2 separate regions of the Pelodiscus sinensis genome follow, and region 1 is linked to region 2. A link is a contact called in public Hi-C data. All regions are on one chromosome and are shown on one strand. The core of a region is the stretch at or near the end of the contact, and the rest is flanking DNA. Distances in the headings are between cores, read along the strand shown. Region 1 holds the start of BDH2 (3-hydroxybutyrate dehydrogenase 2). Region 2 holds the start of NFKB1 (nuclear factor kappa B subunit 1).

Region 1 (7,383 bases), core at 131-2,630, 320 kb after region 2:
GCACCACAGTTTATCAGTCAATTCAGAAACTGACAGTATATACCTGGGGGTTAGCAAATGCCTGTTAAATAGCTTCATTACCACTTGAATGGCTTTTCCACTTGTAAGATACTAGATCCCCCTCCTATTCACCAGGCGCAGCAGCCAGCTGGGGGAGCCCGCAGAATAGGGATAGGAAGAGGCAGCAATTTGGGCATTCGGTCCCAGGGGAGGCAGAGCCTCCCTTTCTATACACAGCACCCATGGCAGCAGTATGAGAAGGTAGTTTCCCTCCCACAGGGTCTGGCCCATCATTTCTCCTTCCAGAGCGGGCAGATGAGGACTGGCCTGGGCACTCGGTTCCCGAGAGACAAGGGTTCAGGAGTCAGACCACTGATCCAGCTCTTCTAAAACAGGACCAGATGCTGCTCTGGAGTGTCAAGCACAACCTCTAGCTCCCCCCCCCCCCCCCCCCCCCCCCCCCGCCGCCTACCCCCCGCCCATCACTGCATTCCCATTTGGGTTAAAAAAGGATTTGGCTAATGCACAGAGCTCAACTCACATGAGCAATGAAGGGTGCAGCCCCCTCCAGTAATGTGATAACATGGCAGACTAGATGCTCATTAGGAACTGAACTGGCAGTATCCAGTCATTTCATTTTTTGATTTAGGCCAGTTTTTATAGCACATCTCCTGCTATAAAGGGTTAATGCACAACATACTGCCCCACCTATTGCCAACCCACAGGCACCAGGTTTGGTGAGGAGAGGCAAGAGCAACCTGATTCAGGAGAGGCAAGAGCAACCTGGGAGTTAGCTGAGGGCCCTGGTCCATCCCACTTCACCCTGGAGAAGAGGTGAGGATGGAGGGGTCAGAGCAGGGGTGAGTCGCTTGCTGCTATCAGCTCCAGACCCTCCCGACCCCGCTACTGTTCCAGGTCGCTTTGGTCCCCACAGCTTCTGAAGCACAAGGCCCCTCAAAGTGGGAGTGCAGGACAATTGTCCCAGTCCATCCTATGAACAGCTGGCTCTAAAAATATAGACTCAAACATGGGTGGAGCCAGGCCCCACATTCCTGAATATTGGTGGAACCATGGGCCCACAACTCACCACCCATGTTCCAATCACTAGGGAAATGAGAACACACAAGTGTATAAATGCACTAGCTTGTTTCTCAGACTCTTACTCATAACTTTCCTGACTGTTTTTCCAAATGAAACTAACAGGATGAAAGATACAGCATTGAGTAAAAAAAGTCACCCACCTCAGGATTTCCAGCAACACCTTTCAGGACTTACAGACCTGACCGAGTGCTGTACAGGGGAAAAGTACAATTTTTCGGACTGCATGCTGGGTGTTGTAGTTCAGCTGGTAAATTGCTTTTCAAGACAACGCTATTCTCTGATGAAAAGTTGCAATACTGCCATCTAGTGAGGCTTGAGGTATAGAAACACTTATTAGCACTCGAGAAGCTTGTCAACATCGCCTGAAAGTTACTCTAAACAAACAAGCCAACCCCTCAAAACAAAACCACAAAAAAAAAAAAAAAAAAAAAAAAATCAAATCAAACTAAACATAAATGAATTTATTTTCCCACAACAGTTTATATGGACTATCCATCAGTCACCACAAGTTCAAGGAACAAAGAATACACAATACATATGCAACAACATTTTGCTGACAGAGCAACAAAATGAGATAGAGGATGCCTCACGGATTCCCAGAGAGCTAGCAGACAGCGTGATAAGTCCTGCTAGAATGGCTAAGGCAGGACAGTGGGTGTTTCAGGAGTTTGTGAAGGAATTGGTCCAACTACAGCAGTAAATACAGAATCTGACAAGCCCTCCAATGGGGAAAGATGTGAGGGAGGGAAGGGTGGTGCTGGGACTCTATGGATTGGGCTCTGAAGCGGATCCCAAAGGGTTCTTGCTCATCTTCAAAAGATTTGTGACTGGTGCAGGCTGGGTTAAAGGATTAAGGGCCCTATGGTTAGCCCCTTATGTGTCAGAAGCCCAAGCTGCTAACATGTCACTGAGCAAGGAGCAGGCCCAAAAGTACAGCACGTTAAAGGCTGCCATATTGGACCAGACAGGCTTAGTTGGTGAAAGGTACCAGCAGAAGTTTAAGAGACTTACCTTTGCCCTGTAACAGTTTATGCAGTCTTCTAAATGTATCACTAAGGCCAGGTGAGGAGACACCACCAGAGACAGAGGCTGTGGTAAAACAGGGGAATACAATAAAAGTGGATTTTCAAAGTAAGGTGGCTTGCCTGACAAATGGGAGAAGAGTAAAAAAGGTTGAACTCCTCAAGCAGTCAAATCCATGAGCATGAGGCAGAAGAGGAAAGCCACTTGGGCTGAGTGGGATACAACCCATCAGTGTGGGGGGAAAGGCCACAGTAAGCAGGTTTGCTCATACATGGAATTAACTAGGAAAATACTGTGGGTGGACTGTGGTGATAGGGAGCACTGAGGGAAAACACAGTTTATGTAAGGGTGGGCCAACAACCACATGGGAGGGTTACGGATTCAGTAGCCAGTGGTTGTTTTGGGATGCAGAGCCTCTGGAGCTGGCAAAAAAGTCTTCCCTGCAGCAGACTATGAGGGGCTCTCTCCTCCTTGTGAATGGTTATGCTGCTGGTTGAGCCGTCACACATGGGTGCCCATGCTGGCATTTCCTAACACTTCAGCTGGCAACCTCAGCAATGACCTTTTTAGGTGTAATTTCCTGTTTGTTTTTTAAAGCAAATTGACAAAACAAATGCCAGCATGTGACATGACTGGTCAAAGGCATTAGAACTTGTAGATCCACCACATGAAGCCCTTTTGCTATTTGGGCTAATGGAGTAATTGGTAACAGTAATAAGCTGTCATCCTCTATGTGGACCAGCACTGGAGGCAAGGGTGGGTGGGAGGGAGAGAGAGAATTTACCAGAAGGATTCAGGGCCATTTATGGGTGTAGCAAAACCAGCAAGACTTAAGCATGCCGGTTCCATTCCAGACTCTAGAGTGGAGTATGCATGTGATAGCGTGTACAGATTCTTTTTTGATCCTGTACTCTTCCCTGCTCTGGCTTCTCATCCCAGGCTTGCTCTCATTTAGCCAGTTCCAATCTCAATTCCTCAGGCTTCTCATCCCAGTCCCAGACTCCTTGTACACTCATCTCCTTCATCTCACTCCATTGTTTCCAACTGTGCGCCCTGTAGTAAGATGAAGGCATAAAACATAAGCCAATGTAGACCAGGCTGGTCTAAGGTCTAGCTAACAACACACACAAAACCTGGCTAACAAAAAGCAAAGCTAAGCTGTGAGCAAGAGGCAGGCTCCTGCTCACAGAACTTGGCATGAACAGGGCTGAGAGTGCAAAACACTAATTGGTAATAGGTCCAGGTGTAGAACAGTATTTGGTACTGGTCATAAGTTGAAAGCATATGAAAGCACCATCAGCTCATTAAAAAATGCCTTGGTACCCACTCCCCACAGATACCGACCCAGGTTCAGAAAAGGGTCTAAAGTGACAGCATGTTTGATAGAGAGGATTTATTCAAACCACGAGGTACAGGGCGATGGGTGGTATTTAAGTAGTGTCAGAGGGTGGCGAGCTGACAGTGTGGCAACCTGACGTATCAGCAGTGATGTATAATTTGTTTGTACCTGTATATAAAGTGGTGTCTTGGGGGGAGGGGAGGAAGGGCAGTGGGAGTTTCCCACTGGTTGAGCTGAGGCCATTGTTTTACGTACATGTGTGTCGTGCTTCAGTAGAGTCTACTGCCAACTATCACTGTACTTTGCTTAATAATAAACCTGGCTGGGCACCTTTGATCTTTATCTGGTTTGTGGTCTTTGGGGGCCCTCGCAGGGTCTGCTGTGGTCATTGGGCCCACATCATAGAATCATAGAGCTGGAAGAGACCTCAGGAGGTCATCAAGTCCAGCCCCCATCACCGAGCACACACGCAAGCAGCCTTCTGGTTATCATCAATCGACAGAGCCATGATGGCAGTAAATCCTCTTAACTACACATCCAGTTCTGTCTTATCTGTCCTTGCCAGTCAATCCAAATCTCATCCTCCGGACTCCTTGACAGTATCCTGGCACAACTATTCACAGTTCCCTGTTCACAGCTCCTCAACCAAGCTGTTTTTCCTCCCTTCCTCACTTGATCCCTTCTGCTTATCGCAAAACTCATCCCCACTAACTCCCGGATCTCCAGGTCCTCATGCATTCTCAGGACATCCTCTAACCTAACTCCATGTCACATTTCTTGCACGTCCAGTCACAGTTCTCTTCCTGCTCCCTGGCTCATCAAATGTTTCCCCTCTCTCTTGCCCCCTTAAATCTTTGGTCAAATTGCCCAGCCTTACCAATCATCTCTTCCTTTTCAGGCTCCTTAGCACAGCCTACTCACCCTGCCCAGGCAGGTTTCACTCTTTTCCCTTCTAAACAAGGTGCCTTTATCCTCCATGCTGCCTGAGCCCAGAAGGAGCACCACCAAAAGCACAGGAGAGACTTCTTGGTCTCAGCTCTGGACCCAGCATAGCCCAGATCTTCAAATACAGGGAGAGTTCTGCTCAACCCCAGGCTACAATGTACAAAATACATGGAAACTGTGGGGAATTAAGCTGCAAAGCTCTAGCAAGTCTCTAAGGAACATGCACAAACTGGCCAAATTTGGGCAGATTTTCATATGGATAGCAAAGGACACATTGGCATCTGACACACAGGCCATCCCTGCCAAATCTCAACTCCTTGTTCCAAAGCATGGTGATCCTGGAGTTTCCTCAAAAGAAAAGGTTGGTGGTAGTGTGTAGAGAATCAGCAAGCATAGTGCTTTGGCCGCATAACAGAGCGTCCCAAGGACGAAACCAAGCAAGAGTCCTGAGCCAACAATAACAACATCTGCCTGAGTCAATGATCTTCGAGAGTGCTGTGTTTGGGACTGGGAAAAAGCAGTTTGTAAACTTTTAAGAGTATAAAGGTAGTTGTGATCTTGCAATAAAAGGATTTCGTGCTTGCACCGGCCGGAGTCCGTGCCTTCATACACCACAAATGGCGCCCGATACAGGGCTTGAACTGAATGAGTGATTCAAACCGGTGGTGTACCTGCGGCTGGACGGAGGATAAGTTGTTGAGAGGAGCTCCCGAAATTACTGACATCACCATTCGCAGGACGAACAGGTGAGCAGCCGCGGACAGAGTAACAGAATGGGGCAGTCTGCCACGAAAGAGCAAAAACTGCAGCTTGAGATCTTGCAGCACATTCTGAAGGAACAGGGGTTTAAGGTTCCCCCTGTACAGCTGGTTCAGCTGTTGGTTTGGATACGAGACCATTGCCCGTGGTTCCCGGAAGGGGGTTCTTATGATTTGACCTTCTGGGAGAAGGTGAGCAAGGAATTGAGAACCTCTGAACATCTTGCATTATCCCTCCCAAAAGGGATCATAGTAACGTGGCGAACTGTTTATACAGCCATACGGGCATTGCATCCCACCGAGCGGGTCCTGAAGGAAGCGTCAGCAACACTTGATCCCAGGCTATATCAGGACCCAGAGGATCCCTCGTCCCCTCCCTCAAAACCCCCCGGGGAGGATTGTGAGCCAGTGTACGCCACGGTCCCGGTCTCCCCGGAGCCTGATGACTTGTGCCTCGGCCCTGAGGACAGTGAATCTGAGGACGGTGGGCCCGAGGACCCCTTTGACACAGGGACGGCAGCGGTCGGCGTAGGGCCTGACTCGTACCCGTCGCTCGAGCCCGTCAAGGCCCTGGCGGCATCTGCACCGACGGCGGAGCAAATTTTACAGACTCAGAGGCTACAAGCTGTTTCTCAGTCCTTGATTGTAGCCCTGCCGCCTTTTGCCCCAGCATTAGCTCCCGCTTCTTCATACAGGTCCGCAAGCCACACGGTCACTCCATATGGGTCCCCCTTGGTGGCACCCTCGCATAATGAACAGGCAAGGGTTTTATCTGAATGCCGACGTGAGGCTCTTCGGCGAGAAGATGTGCAGCTTCTACAGGCTTTTCCAATTGTATATGCGCCCCAACGGCCCGCCCGACATGAGGCTTTGCCATATGAACTTGTAAAAGAGTTGTGCAAATCTGTGAAGGATTATGGATTACAGTCTTCTTATACGATGAATTTGGTTGTGGCTATTTCGGAGTCATATGTTATGGCCCCGCATGATTGGCGCGCGCTATTACGCCTGCTACTTAGCCCGGCGCAGTATGCAGTTTGGGATACCGAGTATTGTGACGGTGTTATGTCGCAAGTTATGGATAATATTACCAATGGGGTAAACGTTGGCATAGATGAACGCATAGGGCAGGGCCAATATGCTACTCCCCATGCTCAGGCTCAGATGAATCGCTTGGTATTTACGCAAGCCACATTGCTGACCCTTCGAGCCTTATGACAGGTCCCTGATGCGGGCCAAAGGGACACATCTTTTGCTACGGTCCGCCAGGGCCCCCAGTAACCCTATGTGTAATTTTTGGATAGGCTCCAAACCGCCATACAATGATAAGTAGACTCAGAGGAGGTTCAGCACCTGTTGCTGTTTCAATTGGCTATTGAAAACGCTAATATAGACTGCAGGAAGGCTTTGGACCCCCTGCGTAACAAGGCAAAAACTCTTTCAGAATTGATAAATTTGTAAAACCTGAACCCTAAGGGTTAAACGTGTCTTCCAAGGAAACTAATTATTGTTTTAAGAATCCAAACTCTGAAACTTCACTGTGTTTCTTTTCAAGGCTGAGTTGATAGCACTCTTGGCTTGCTTTCAGACCCAAGGTTGTGTGTGTCTGCAAACTGCCTGTCTGTTCTGGAAGGGGGGGGGCACTGTCCCCCATGAGTAAGCCTGTAACATTGCATGTGATTCTTTTCAGGAAAAGAAAACCTTTTTGCTTGCTGGAATAGTAATTAGCAAGGACTTTGTTCTAAGAGAGTTTCTGTGGCAGTAAAAAAAGCCTGGTCTGCAGTACAAGAGGGAAACTGAGGCATGCCACCTTTAACTTAATAATTAAACAATAAAGTAATTTATTCAAACCCTCTCAAGCTGGTGTTCAAAATAAAAACATGCCATTGGGTAACAGCAGGCTGATCAAAAAGTAGCAAAAATCTGTAAAGAAAAAGTGTTCTAAAATATAATGCACCACCCCAATGTGGGTAGAAATGTTTTCTTGTCTTTCAGATCATCAGAAAAGCGCTGGTGCCAGCTGAAGAAAAACAACAACAACAAAAAACCATGGTTCTGTGTCATGACATAATAAGTTTGTGTTCTGTGTTCTGTCCAGATTTGTCTTGTGTGTCTTGTTTGTGATATATATATTTCAAACGTTGTGTGTACAATATTATTGTTTTAATGAAAGAATAATTTAAGTCCCTTGAATAATCTTAACTTTGTGCTTTACAC
Region 2 (7,526 bases), core at 3,336-5,835:
CAGCAAGATTTTTTTGTGCCTTTTTAAATGAAAATAAGTTTGCTGTTGATATGAGCAGAAGCAGAATTGAGCCCTCGCTGTGAAAACTAAAAATTGGGGATTGTCTTTGAGGGTACCCAACTGCTAAAAATGGTGATGAATGATGTCTTAGTAATTGTAAATGTGCAGAGAATTAAAACAATTCTTTCTTATTGCTAATATGAATTTTGCATTCCTCACTAGGGAAGAAGAAAATGCAAAAACTAAGAAAATTAAAAAAAACCCTAAAACAACAAACTTCCACCAGTCCCAATCACCACCTGCTCATCAGTTAAGGCAGTGACTTTAACTGCTGCCTTTTCGCTGTCTCCAACATTTTGGCAGGGGTTAGACTAAGCTAGACACCCATGCAGTCTCTTGGAATGCTGTGGTTCTGTGATTCTATGCCTGTGAGCAGGTCACCTAGGCCTAGATTCACAAAGGTATCTAGGTGCCTAGAAAAATGATAGTAACAATGATCCATGAAGCCTGAGTTTGGCACCTAAGCTCCCTATAGACTCAGTGTGATGGTTGCGGCATTTCTGGGAATGCAATCCACAAAAGTTAGCATGTTAGGCTGGGAGACACATGAGTTAACCCACGGGCAATCCTGATAAGAGAAGTATCTCTCATGGGGACAGATGCCTAAGCTCACGGGGCCTGCAGGGAGATGCCTATTTCTGTTAGTAATCCATGTGTCCAGTTTTCAACTGGAACATCTGGTTGAAAAGGGGACCCAACAGCCAATTACTGGAAGCAGGGAGGCGCTGGGCCATCACTCATGTCAGCCCCTACTTGGCCAGGACTGCCGGCTGCCTGCTACTTGCATCAGGTGGCTACAGCTAATACTCTGGTTCCACAGGTGAGTCCCTTTGACCCAGATGGTGGGTGATGGGGGCGGGGGGAAGCAATGTGTGTTGGGGAAAGTGAAGAGTAATAGGGTAGGACCTCCAAAAGGGAATGAGCAGGGCCAGGCCGGTTCTAGTAGTCCTGCTGGAGTGTCCAGTTTTTAAAACAGGTGTGTGTGTGTGGGCACAAAGGCATGTCCCTCAAACGGGGGGGGCAAGGGACCAGCAGCCAGTGGGGCCAGAGAGCAGAGTCCTAGCTGCCGCCCAAGCCTTGGCTGCCAACCCCGCACATCCTGCAACCCTGTATGTGTCCCCCTTCCCAGAGACACGGCCCCACTCTGGGCCCCAGCAAGGAGGGATGGAAGCTTGGAGGAATGAACAGGGCAGGTATGGAAAGAAGCAGGGTAGGAGCGGGACCTGGAGTGGATGTGGGGTTTGTCCCAAGCCTAGGGACAGTGGCCTGGCGAGGAGTCATGGGGGGAGACAGTCACTTGGCCGATGTTCCTTTTGTGGCCCTCCCCATCAGTTAACTCTGTTTTAATCATTAACCAAGTTGGCAGCTCTAGGGAACTCCATGAATGGGAACTCTCTGGAAGTTGGGGTGGTGTTGGGGCATTAGTTAACTGCCTTGTTCTGTAAAAAGCAAGAGTTGGTGGTGGTATTTCTGCTGCTTCCCACCTTCTAACTTTTATTCCCAGGCTTAAAGTTCTCATTTGGGAGATGGGAGACACAACCTTAAGAAAGGATTTTAATAGGAGAGTGCCTGAGTTATGGGATACTCTGATGTGTTGCTCCTTTATAGTGTCTCCTGCTGAAGTTGTACCTCCGTGGATACATAATTAGGGAGTGCTTGGAAATAGGAAGGACTGAACCCTGTGTCTCTCCTCCCAGGTGAGTGCCCTACCCACTAGAGAGTCATTCTTGCTCAGCTTTTAATGGTCTGAGTCAGACACAGATGAGAAGTGGGCTGCTCAGGATGTGCCCTAGCTTGCAAAGGTGCAAATGAGGGTTGTGAGACAGCTGTCTTGAACCACACTAGTAGGGCTACTGAACATGGTCCATTATTAATCATGGTCCAGTGAGAACAAGTACTGAGGGTATAGCAGGCTAGTGAACTAGCAAGAATGTGACCTCAATGAACTCTATGACAAAAAATCCCTTTATTTCAGTGGCAGAAGGGTTAAATAGTAAATTGATCACCAGCAAAAAAAAGGGATCATAGTCTAGTCTCTAGCTTCTAAAGAACAGACTAGAATCCTATTTATTCCCAAGCTTGTTGTGACACTACTTGCCTTATGAACTTTCTCTCCATAAGATATTTGCTTGTGATGCACTGTTTTTTCACTGTGACTCTTTTGGAAATGTGGTGCTGTACGCTTTGAGATCATACTGTAAATTATGTTAAATGAAGGAACAGCCGGAGCTGGATTGTTAAGTGAAAGCAGCCCAGACTGTTTTTTCTGAGTAGTCCCCATCATTTGTATGGAAGATTTTCTGGACCCCATGGGAAGCCAATCAACTGGCGCTGCCTCGCAGATTTATAGTTAAATCTGCAATGAGAATGAGTACATGTACTGTATATGTGTGCAACACAGAATTTAACATTATTTACTGTAGAGCATTTATTAAATTGTGTGAGAATCATTATGAATATATTATAATATCCATCAACATTCTAAAAAACCTTTGGGACCCATCAATAGGAAAGACAGAAATTACAATATGCAGCACCGAAATTAGTTCCACCTCCACCAGAATCTCAGACCATAACAGCAAGAAAAACAAATATGACCTGCCAAACTAGTTGCCCCTCATTCTCCTGTACATCAGAAAAAACAACAACCATTGCATAAAGCAACGTGGGTTCTTTCATGCTGCTCTTTGAATTGTTCAGTTTAGCACAGATTGCCAGAATGTTACAAAGTTCTATTAACATTTCCGTGTGTGTGTCAGGATGTTCTTTTTCTTGTCTCACCAGAGTTTCCTTTCCATTAAAACACTCCTCCATGTACTGGTCATCTCTTACCTTCTTTGAAACCTTCTCTCTGGTCTATCAGCTGTTTTTCTTGCGCCTCTTTAGTCCATTCAAAAGGCTGTTGCTATCATTTTTATTATTTGTATTATCATAACATCACAGATAGGTGACTAGGATCCAATTTCATTGGCAGCTGTACAAGCACAGAAAAAAGACAGTTACTAAAATATTTTCCTTTTTCCATTATTCTCTTACCACTCAACATGCTACTGCTCTGTTCAGATTCCTTCACTGGCTCCCATTTGCCTTGATTTAATGTTTTTTTTAAACAGCAAACAAACTAGGACCTGATTCTTCATTGCCTTACCCCTTATGTACACTTTGTACTTCCAAATCAAAATGACCATGTATTACACCCACTATGCCGAATGTGAATGACTATACAAGGTCAAAGGGAGTGGATAACCAGATCTTATCCTTTGCAACCAATCTTCTACAGAACTCCCTCTCCATTAAAATGTCTATCCACCTCTAGCATATTCAACCCCTCCAAGAGTATTGTGAAGTCTCCAGGAATTAAAGATTGTTATATGATGAAACCTCCAAGAATATGTCCAATCAAAACTGGCAACCTTATTCACAATTTTATTCATATAGCTTTCCTGCTTCAGTTCCGGCTTAGGTGAAGAGTAGTAGCTAGCTATAAAGAACAGTGTACTATCAGACGGAAGGCGATTTTGCCTTTACCCACTAGCAAAAACTCTCAGCTCCTATTGGCTGGAACCCTACATTTTAGACTTATATTGAACTTCCTACAGAGACTTGGGCCCAATTCTCTTCCCTTGGTAGCTTTGGTGTATTATTTAACATAGGCCAGCCAACCTGTGGCTCTGAGGTCCGAGATGCTATGCAAGCATATAGAAAAGGAGGATGGATGCCTCAAGAGCTTTGCTTTTGCTGAGTGGCTGTTTTCAAGACCCTGTTAATCAAATAATCTACTTTTAACTGCTACGGGATAACGACTGGAACCGATAAACTGATGTTAGCAACAATGGGAATTTTCGGTAAAAATACAAGGTTCCCGTATTCAACTATCTCCCTCTAGATTGGACGATTTTTCTCTCTGTCCATGGGTGTAGCCCCTGCTTCCATGGAGGACAGATCCTGCTCTCTAAGGATTTGTTACAAGTTTCTTCCTGGAAGGGAGAGAGCAGTTTGTCTCTAGCACATATGGTCGGTGTTAGGGGTAGCAAGCAGGGCAGTTGCCTAAGAAGCTAAGTTATAGGTGGTGGGGCTCATGGTGGAGGCCCACTCCTTGGTTTCTGCCCTTGGTCCCAGTGAGTCTAACACTGGCCCTGCTGGGGGTGTGTCTGGGTTGGGAGAAGATTTTGCTTTGTGTATTTCACTAAGGTGCAGTGTAAATTCCTCGGGATTAGGGCAGCCCTTGGCTAGTGTGTATCTCCGTTGTACTGCCCCATGGGCCACTAGCCTGTCTAGTCTCCCTGGCTGCCACTGTAATACAAGTAATAAAGCTGAATGTTTCCACAAAGCTTCCCCAACTCAAATCCTCGCTCCCAGCTGGTTCCACAGCAAAGCCCTGCCCTGGCTCCGCCTGTTAGAAGGCAGCAGTGACCTGCGCTCCCCACAGGCACCCCTGGAGCGCCTTGTTCTCGTGCGCAGCCTCCCCACCCTTCCGCGGCGGCTGCCGCCGCTTCGCTCTCGAAACGTCAGTGGGAATTTCCAGCCAGGAAGGAAGTGAGAGCAGCAGCAGCAGGGGAGGGACGGAGAGAGAGTCAGAGGAGGCTGCTGGTGCGAAAGGGCAGCTGCTGACAGGTCCGTGGGACGGAGCCGCCCGGGGCGCACGCCCAAACAAGGGGGAAAACCCCGCCGCGCGGCGGCTGCACAGGAGAGGAGGACTAGGCGGCCGCTCCGCTTCGCAGCCTGGTTTACATGGCGCCGCGCTGACTCCGGCAAAAGGCGGCGGCAAGCGGCAGCGAAGCGCAAGGCAGAGCGGCTGCCCGGAGCGGGGCTCGCCCTCCCTGCCGGAGCACCGGGGCGCGTCCCGCCCGGAGGAGGAGCGGGGCTAAGGGGGAGACTCCGGCGTGAGGGTGAGCACGGAATTCGGTGTCGGGTCTTTGGCGGGGCCGGAGTCCCTCTGGTGCCTTTTTAAACCTTCGCCAGCTGGTTCACTTCCTCCTTCCTGGTCGGGCTGCCCGTCCGTCGTGCCTGTGAAACGGCTTGAGCTTCACGCCTGTCAGGTGCAGCGCGGCGTGGCCGAAGCGGTACCACTGCGGAGTGACTCCGGATTGGTAGAGCTGACAGCAGATTTTGGCCTCATTGGGTTTGTAATGAAAAAAAGAAGCTGATTGGGAGTGTATGGGTTGGGGAGGGGTGTGAGGGAGAAGAATAATGTTTTCTATTGAAATTTCACCTTTCTTCCTGAAAGCCCCTCTGGCCTTGTTCTGTCTCTCTCCTGCCACTGTCCAGCTCTCTCTTGGGTGAAGGGTGGTAGCCTGCTATAAAGTTCAGTGTGCTGTCAGGTGAGGCGATTTTGGCAAAGGGCAAGGAAGCAGACCCCACTTCTTTTGACACTTGGCATGGCAACTTTCATAACAACTGTACAGCTGTCAACAGAGAATTGACAGAACATGATTACAGTGAAACCTTTGTTATCTGGCACTCTGTTAACCAGAAAACTTTGGTAACCAGCATTGCCCCCAGCCACAATATTGTCACATCAGCAGGTGCACAGGCCTGGCTTGGTTTACCACGATTGGCTTAACAATTTTTTATTTAAGAAGTACTAATCATCTTCAACTCAAAATAGAAATGTGAGACCAACTGCCTCACACTATAAAACTACCAATGTTAAAAACTTGAGTTTTACTATTATTGTCCATTGGGTTTTCCTGGGTTGATGGGACCCTCAGATAACCGGAATTTTTAGATAACCAGAACACCCTAATCCCTGAGCATGCCAGATAACACAGGTTTTACTGTATTGAGATAAGATCTTATCCAAAAGACTGATATGCAGTAAATGGGACAGAGCTATTTTTCCATGGTGGAGCTGGATGGCTATTAGCTTTAAAAGCAAACAAAAGAGAAAAGAAGGGGAATTATTGGTAAAACCCTCTGTGCAGGTCCAAAGCAGTAGGTGCCCAGCAGGTGTTGCCTGTGCTAAGACTAGAGCCCATGTGGCTTGGCATACTGTACAGTAGCGTACTGAACCCTAGGTGGGATTACAAAATGAGAGCTCAGGTGTAGCATGTTTCTTGTTCTGAAAACCTCATTGCGTCCAAGTGTAGGCCCCTTACCTGTACAGGGGAGTCCGTCAATATGATTCATTTACTCTCTTTCCTGTTTTTCTTCATCATTGATTTATGGAGTCACTGGATTGGAAATGGAGTGTTACTGGTCACTTCACTAGGCTTTTAATAAAGTGTGATCCTTAGATGTTGTGTGGTGGATATTCTTTAAAGGATGACTGTCCACTTGATTTTTTTTCAATTGTGCAAATTCAAACATTCCAGTTTCTGTTAGAGCCATTTTAAATTTCATGCTTTGATATTTTTGTTAAAGAAAAACTCAAAATATTTTTTTCTACTCTTTTATTAATGTTTGTGAAGGGTTGTAAGCCAGGGAGAAGCTGACTCTACATAAAATACTAAAAGGAGGGAGAGATTTTTTTAAAACTTTGTCAGGATTTTTGTAATTACAGAAGAGGCTCAAAATTTCAGTGTTAAAATACAGCAATTTTCAAATGTCCCTTTGATTTCACATGTGAAATTCCCTCTTTATCTGAAAGAAAATCAAGTTTTCTACTATTTTGCATTGGTTGGGTTCTCTTAAAAACTATAAAACAATATAATCCTGTAAAGATTTTTTCTGATACTTTCAGTAATGCCATTCTAAATATAGGGAATACTACAGCAGACTTAAATACTTTCAAAAGCAGTAAATGGAATATTCAGTACTAAATGATGAAAATGAAATTGCAACGGATGGAAAATAATAGCTAATTAATTTTGTTACATTTTTCTCTAAAACTAAGAGGATTTAACTCTCCATTGTTTTTCATTGAGTGATATTTGTTGACATGAATGAAAGGAGGATTATTAAGTTACTGTCTTCATGTGAACAAAAAAAAGTATATAGTTTCTGCAAAAAATGGAGACTGCATTAAGGTGAATTACAATTTGTGGCCTTGATTCTCACCTCCCCCCCCCCCCCCAAATGCTTCTGTGTATGAGTAACTTTACCCACACAAGGGTAAGTAAATACACATGTAAGAGTTTTCAGGATTGATGTTTTACATATTAAGTATTGCTATTGGATTAACAAGACATTTCAGTATTCAATTTAAAAATGGTAACTCTTAAAAGGCACTAGTCTTTGTTAAAACTTACACACACTTACTAAAATGTAAAGTTTGAGAGGAAAATTATAGATAACACAAATAGACAAATTTAAGTCCTTTTTATCTCTCTTTCTTCCAAACAAGAGCAATCTGAGATAATACTAAAGGGTTTGATGTTCCAGTCCAGTATCCCAGATGTGCAGCAATGTCACTTCATAAAATTGATATAATGGGTGAAGAATGTGACCGTTTTGTTTTCAATTCTGAGATTATTTGAATCTTAGTGTGAATTTGTTTACTTTTCTAAATATTCTGCTAGCCAAAG

The links. A called contact is a pair of places that touch in the nucleus more often than the background predicts.
Region 1: a Hi-C map of blood shows a contact between it and region 2, with 3 times the contacts expected there. The contact joins the promoter of BDH2 here to the promoter of NFKB1 in region 2. A contact is called at or near these places in 3 of 5 Hi-C or Micro-C datasets (blood, liver and an unstated tissue).

Annotation. Positions count from the first base shown.
Region 1 is chr5:25,268,521-25,275,903 of ASM4963464v1, forward strand. BDH2 (3-hydroxybutyrate dehydrogenase 2) reads right to left here and starts at 1,381. Exons shown (of 10, transcript XM_006126885.4): 1 at 1,242-1,381.
Region 2 is chr5:24,941,195-24,948,720 of ASM4963464v1, forward strand. It overlaps NFKB1 (nuclear factor kappa B subunit 1), which reads left to right and starts at 4,586. Exons shown (of 24, transcript XM_014575416.3): 1 at 4,586-4,949.